Regions from separate parts of the Arachis hypogaea genome. Here region 1 is linked to region 2. The links are chromatin contacts, called in public Hi-C maps. All regions are on one chromosome and are shown on one strand. The core of a region is the stretch at or near the end of the contact, and the rest is flanking DNA. Distances in the headings are between cores, read along the strand shown.

Region 1 (3,694 bases), core at 438-2,937, 37 kb before region 2:
CTATAATGCAATGGTTTCAGTGCATCTTGAAGGGATGCATTGGATCACATCAAAATAAAATTAGGAATGGACAGAGATAACATGGGCTTATCATATAGAAGCAATTGATTGTTTTCATTGAATGCATGCATGAACCCACTATTTGTAATAGTAGTTGTTTGAATGATTCACATATAATGTTTTAGATTTGAATGGTTAATTTTTTATCTATTGAAAAAATTAATTATGATAAAGAATAATTAGGATTAATTGTTGGTCATGGAAGACTTAGAAAGAAGAACCAACATGCATTCAATGCATTGCACTATGTAGCTTACACCAACATTATCTATTTATCTTTGATTTTATGATTTGACTGAAATTGTTGAACCACAACAAATTAGTGAAGAGAATTAGACATTCGCACACGGCAGGGAAATCAATAAGAGAGAGGACAGATACAAATGAACAAACAAACAAAATTGGAAATGAAGTGATGCTGAAGGACAAGATAGATTACGGAAATTATTTTTTATATTTGGGGGTGAAAATAGTATTTTTTAGGATCATAGATTATAAGAATGTTATTTTTAAATATAAAATTTTTTTATTTAAAAGATAAAAATTAGACTGTCCAATTTTTTTTAAAAACAAAAATCGGATATCGAATTTGTTAGGAATAAAAATTAGACCCTCCAATTTATAATTTTTTAAAAAAAAAAATCACTACAAACAAATCGAATCTTCGAATTTGATATTAAAAAATTTTAAAAATTAACTTACAAAATAATCAGTAGATCTAATTACTGATTCTCATATCAAAATAAAAATACACGCACAACTAATAAAATTAAATTATACACATTTTTTTCATAATAAAAAATTTTAACCGATAAATTAAAAAGGTAATAATTTTTTTATCCTGGTGAGAGTTTTTCATGTGTATAATTTTATTTTTTTAATTATATTCTTAAAATTTAATTTAAAAAATATATTTATTTTATTACGTAATATTATATCATTAAAAATAATTATTTTTTATATTAATTATATGAATAATTATTCAAAATTAATATAATTAAACGATAAGGTAAAATATTTTATATTATGAGTGGAGTATATTACTTGAATGTGGTTAATGAACACTGCAAAACAAGACAAAAGCTTGGGGTGAGTGTTGCAAAAAATGACAAGTGGTACGAATTATTCCTAAACTGACCGCAAATCATCAAGATGCATGTTATTTTATCTTTCATTGTCATTATCGTTCACGCATTTCAAAATTTAATGTGACATATTAACATGTAATTAATAACTACATGTTAAGAACTAAAGAAATGTATGTTTATGTTATCTCTCTTATCTAAAATTTTCCGGCTTAAAATTTAAAGAATGCTGATAGCTGACATATATGTGATAATATCTACTCCTACAAATAAATTGATATAATCAAATACAAATTTAGCTTTTTATGGCTGTATTAGGAGACTCCTTTAGGACATAGACATAATAATAATAATAATAATAATAATAATAATAATGAATTAAATTTAAGCATTTATGATAATCAAAACTAAAAGATATTCACAATATAATTCTCTTTAGAAATAACATTTTAGCTTTTGTCATTTCATAAAAGCTAGAACCATTGCTCTCAATTCTTAATTAATTATTGGCCTTGGTAAGGAGTGTGTTAAGCCTAATATAGCATCACTCAAAGAGAGAGAAAAGCTAGAAATATGTCAATTAAGGGGAAAATTAAAAGGGCTTATGTCACTATCTTAAAAGTGAAGTAGTGATGAATTATGTTACAATTATATGATAAAATCATATTAGAATAGCAACAACATCAAAATCTTGAACATGGATCGGAAATTCCATTCCCTCCCCCTGGCCTTGAAACGTTCCATATATGATGCTATGTGCTCTATACTCTCAACACTTTCAACCTATTATTAGGGTTAGGATTGCTTTTTCCTTTTGTTTTTTGCGTTGATATTCTTAGTGATTTGCTGAATGCATTACCATTGACATTTGAGATTAATTAGTTGACATAATTAAGATATGTTTTTTTCTTTGATTATATTATATGTATACCAAAATCAATTATAAAAAATAGTTATTAGTATAAAATAAATAAAATATAAATATATATTAAAAATAAATTAAATTATATTTATATTTATATACAAATAATTAATAATTAATTTTAGTGGCCGATTTTAATATCCGAGTAGTATTGATAGTTGTTTCTTCTGCACTTGATTTGAGCACAGAATCACACTAGATATGTGCGAGTGGAAAAGATAAATACGTGGTTTCTATTACATTACATTCTCATATGCCATTCATTTTGGAGGGGACTTTTTTCATCTTTCACAACACGTGTTAGCATTATAATTAATGATTTTGTTAAAAAACTATATTTCTTTTCATCAACAATCAATCAATATATAAACTAGTGGATGGACAAAAATATAAATTTAAATTATTTTTGTGGAGAAAAAAGAAAAATAAAAAAAGATTTATTATTAGTTAAAAAATATTAGAAATATAAATATTTAAATTGTCTCTTTCTTCTATTAATTTATGATATGGTATCAAAATTTTATGTTTAAAAAATTTAAAGTTTAATTTTTGGTAAACTTCAAAAATGGAAAAAATAGTATAAAAAAAATTATATAAAAAATTAAACGAATTCAAAAAAGGTTCTTACTTAAGGATGAGTGTTAGAGATATAACGATTCATATTATATCTTTTTATTAATTTAAACAATTAGAAAAAATAATTTTATGATAAAAAAAATATTAGTTCCATTTTTTCCCCTAGACCCCAATAACTAATAAAATCGGAGAGATCGTTATTCATGAAATTAATAAGATGTAGAGAATTCATAGTTTTTACACTAAGGAAAATTCTCTTGATTCCATATAATTTTCTTCACATTTATCATATCCTATACATAGTGGTCATATTACTAATCTATTACATGTTTATTCCATTTTTATTTCTTAGATTTTTTCTCATTTTTGTTAGAAATTTAATTATTATGTATATATTTTTATTAATTTAAATTTTTTAAAAAAAATAAATTTATAATATGATATTAAAGTTTTTAGATAAAAAAGTCTAAAGTTTGATTTCTATTATTCTCTAATAAAATAAAATAAAATAAAAAATTAAAAAATCTCTATTAAAAAATTTATGCAAATTCAAAAAAAAAATTTTGTGTAAAAAACGTGTCAAAAATTACACCTCTTTTTATTGATTTAAATTTTTAGAAGAAGTAATTTTTACGACAAATTTAACTGTCAAAGTCCGCATAAATAAAACCACTCACTCGGAGTCCGCCACCAAAGTTGAAGTGTCTGCCCATCTTAGGATCTAAGTAGTCCCTTCTTCTAGAACAAGCTAAGAACAAATTAAGAAAGCTTTTGACACTCAAATGAATCGTTGGAAAACCTTTTACCTTAATACAATACAGTTAGTAGTAGGCATAATTTTATTTCCATATTAAGCTAACGTGTCCAAAATAAAGTTATTGAAACTCTCGGTAAATTTCATATACGGGAAGTTTTTATGGCAAAGAAGAAAAAAAAAAAAGAAGGATAAAATGCATGAGTTGGGATAACTTTACGGATAGTGCGTGTTGTGTGTGTATGTGTGATATGGATGAACCCATATTTGCCCTTGTGGCAAGCACAATAGTGTATA
Region 2 (3,378 bases), core at 213-2,712:
GCGAAAGACCTTGGCCAATGGACAATCTTCAACAAGTAACACTAACAGCAGACGACAAACAATGCACATATGTTGGAGAAGCATTAGAAGGGGCAGACCGGGCAAGACTCATTCACATACTACGTGAGAACGCCGACCTTTTCGCATGGACACCAGATAACATGCCTGGAATAAACCCAGAAGTCATCTGCCACAAGCTAGCAATTGACAAAATAATCCGACCAGTTGCACAGAAGAAAAGGAACCTCGGAGAGGAGAAAAAACAAGCACCACTTGAAGAAACCCAGAAGCTCCTCAATGCAGGCTTTATCAGAGAAATTCGCTTCACCACATGGTTGTCCAACGTGGTAATGGTAAGGAAGAGCTCAGGTAAATGGCGCATGTGCGTCGACTTTACAAACTTAAATAAAGCTTGTCCTAAAGATGCATACCCATTGCCTTGCATTGATAAATTAGTTGATAACGCCTCTGGTTTCAAAGCTTTGAGTTTTATGGATGCATACTCTGGCTATAACCAGATTCTAATGCACCCAGAAGACCAAAGCAAAACAGCTTTTATAACAGAACATGGGAATTTTTGTTACAAGGTAATGCCCTTTGGCCTAAAGAATGCAGGTGCGACATACCAAAGGCTAATGGACAGAGTATTCCAGCAGTAGATAGGCCGCAATATGGAGGTCTATGTAGATGACATGGTAGCCAAAACACCTATGCAGGGATCACACTGTGACGACTTAGTAGAAATCTTCAAACAACTCCGAGCATATAACATGAGGCTCAATCCAGACAAATGTGCATTCGGAGTACAAGGAGGGAAGTTCCTCGGATTCATGTTAACGTCTCGAGGCCAACCCAGAAAAATGCAAGGCCGTACTGAACATGGCAAGCCCAAAAACGGTAAAGAAAGTCCAGCAACTTGCAGGACGAATCGCTGCTCTATCACGTTTCCTACCCGCAGTGGCAAAGCGATCTTATCACTTTTTCCAGACATTCTCTAAAGGCAGGAAGTTCAACTAGACAGACGAATGTGAGAATGCTTTTACCGAACTCAAACAACACCTAACATCACCACCAATCCTCTAAAGGCCAGAGACAGGTAAGCCACTGTATTTATACCTATCAATATCTAACCATGCTATAAGCTCGGTCTTAGTAACAGAAACAGGAAGAAAGCAAAACCCAGTATACTTCATCAGTAGGGTACTACAACCAATAGAAACACAGTACCCGAAGATAGAACAACTGGCGCTAGCACTAATCACCACAGCAAGAAGACTGCGGCACTATTTATAGAGCCACACAATCATAGTACGAACGGACCAACCGCTAAGGCAGATATTAACCAGACCCGAGCTCGCCGGCAGATTGATAAAGTGGTCGGTCGAACTCTCCGAGTTCGATATTCATTACGAATCAAGGAAAACACTGAAGTCACAGGTGCTAGCCGACTTTATATCGGAGATGACTAATGACACACATAATACAGAGGTCAGTTGGAGCATACATGTGGATGGAGCGTCAAACAAAGAAGGCAGTGGAGCAGGGATACTACTAAAAGAAGGAGACAAAGTGGTGGCCGAGCAGTCACTACAGTTCTGCTTCAACGCAAGCAACAATCAGGCAGAATACGAGGCCCTACTTGCTGGACTAAAGCTCGCCCTGCAACTACACATACCTCGAATAACAGCCTACTGCGACTCTTCGTTAGTGGTACATCAAATAAAGGGCAAATTCCAGGTAAAAGATCCTTTGTTAGAGAAATATTGGCTCATAACAAAGGATCTAATTTCAAAATTTAAAGAATTCAATATTATTCATGTAAACCGAGAACAAAACACCAGGGCCGATGTGTTATCTAAGTTAGCCACAACTCGGCAAGTCGAAAACACATCGGCACTGTCCCATCTAACACTTGACAAACCAAGTTTTGAGCAGGATACAATTTTGAGCATTACACAGGTCCCAGATTGGCGAACACCTTTTCTCGATTACATCAACACAGGCACTATGCCAAATGATGAACCAAACTTACCGCTCTTCCGAAGAAGAGCAAGCTTCTATACAGTGCTCGGAAACACCCTATACAGGCGGGGACATTCACAACCACTACTCAAGTGCATCAGCAAAGAGGAAGCCGAGGAAGTTATGGCTGAAACGCATGAAGGAGTCTGTGGCAACCATATCGGCGGCCGAGCATTAGCAGCAAAGATCTTGCGAACAGGATACTATTGGCCGACGATAAAACGGGACTGCATCACAAAGGTCAAATCATGTGATAATTGTCAAAGGCACGCCACCCTATAAGAGACCCCAGCCGAGGAGCTCCATACCATAGAGGTAAGCTGGCCTTTCGATAGGTGGGGATTGGATATCCTCGGACCTTTTCCGAAAGCGCCAGGCCAGGTAAAGTTCCTCTTAGTGTCAATTGACTACTTCTCTAAGTGGATAGAAGCACAACCACTAGCACACATAACAGCAGAAAAAGTGCGATCTTTTCTATGGAAAAATATCATATGCAGATACGGTATCCCAAGAGAAATAATCTCGGATAACGGGAGACAATTCACAGATCATAAGCTCGCCACTTTTCTGACAAATTTTAACATTAAACATCACTTCAGCTCAGTACAGCACCCGCAGACTAACGGACAAGTTGAATCAGCTAACAGAATTATCTTGCATGGATTAAAGAAAAAGCTCGACGAAGCTAAAGGAGAGCGGGCCGGCCTCATTCCAGAAATTCTATGGAGTTACAACACCAGCATCCAATCTGCCACAGGGGAAACTCCCTTCAAATTGGTATATGGCGCAGAAGCGCTCATTCCAGTAGAGGTCAGCGTCCCAATGTTAAGGACCGAGCTCTATAATCAACCAAATAATCAACAAGCTCGGACAGCCGAATTGGACCTTGTAGAAGAAGACAGAGACGTTTTCGCCATAAAGCAGCGAGCCAGAAAACGATACCTAGAGCGAAGACACAACAAAAGAGTAGTTCACAGGTCTTTCAACAATGGAGACCTCGTACTCAGACGAACAGAAGATGCTCGAAAACCACCAGCACATGGCAAATTAGCGGCAAATTGGGAAGGTCCTTTCCGAGTTCTCCAAAATCTCGGAAAGGGGGCTTACAAACTAGAAACCCTCAGAGGAGAGCAGCTACCAGGAACATGGAATATCTCCTCTCTAAGGAAATATCAGTCATAACATAGTTTGTAAAATAGCGAATGATGGTACTCTTTTTCCCCTCCGAAGGTTTTTTCCCAAAAACACACGGGTTTTACTCGGGGAGGGTTTTAACGAGGCCGGACGCAACAAATCATTGTACCCATACAACCCACTGTGCAATCAAAACAGTTCTCATCCTAACAGTTAGCATAC

Evidence for each region. A called contact is a pair of places that touch in the nucleus more often than the background predicts.
Region 1: a Hi-C map of leaf shows a contact between it and region 2, with 2.1 times the contacts expected there. The contact joins the enhancer-like site here to the promoter of LOC140180490 in region 2. A contact is called at or near these places in 4 of 8 Hi-C or Micro-C datasets (leaf and an unstated tissue).

Annotation. Positions count from the first base shown.
Region 1 is chr17:11,628,379-11,632,072 of arahy.Tifrunner.gnm2.J5K5, reverse strand. No RefSeq gene overlaps it. Among protein-coding and RNA genes, the nearest start is that of LOC112764501, 18 kb to the left of the region's middle. Within about 2 kb of position 1,687, at least 1 of the 3 cell types and tissues checked has open chromatin away from gene starts, as enhancers often do.
Region 2 is chr17:11,591,820-11,595,197 of arahy.Tifrunner.gnm2.J5K5, reverse strand. LOC140180490 reads left to right here and starts at 1,462. Exons shown (of 3, transcript XM_072221692.1): 1 at 1,462-1,737; 2 at 1,936-2,288; 3 at 2,520-3,204. The coding sequence starts at 1,462. The coding sequence ends at 3,204.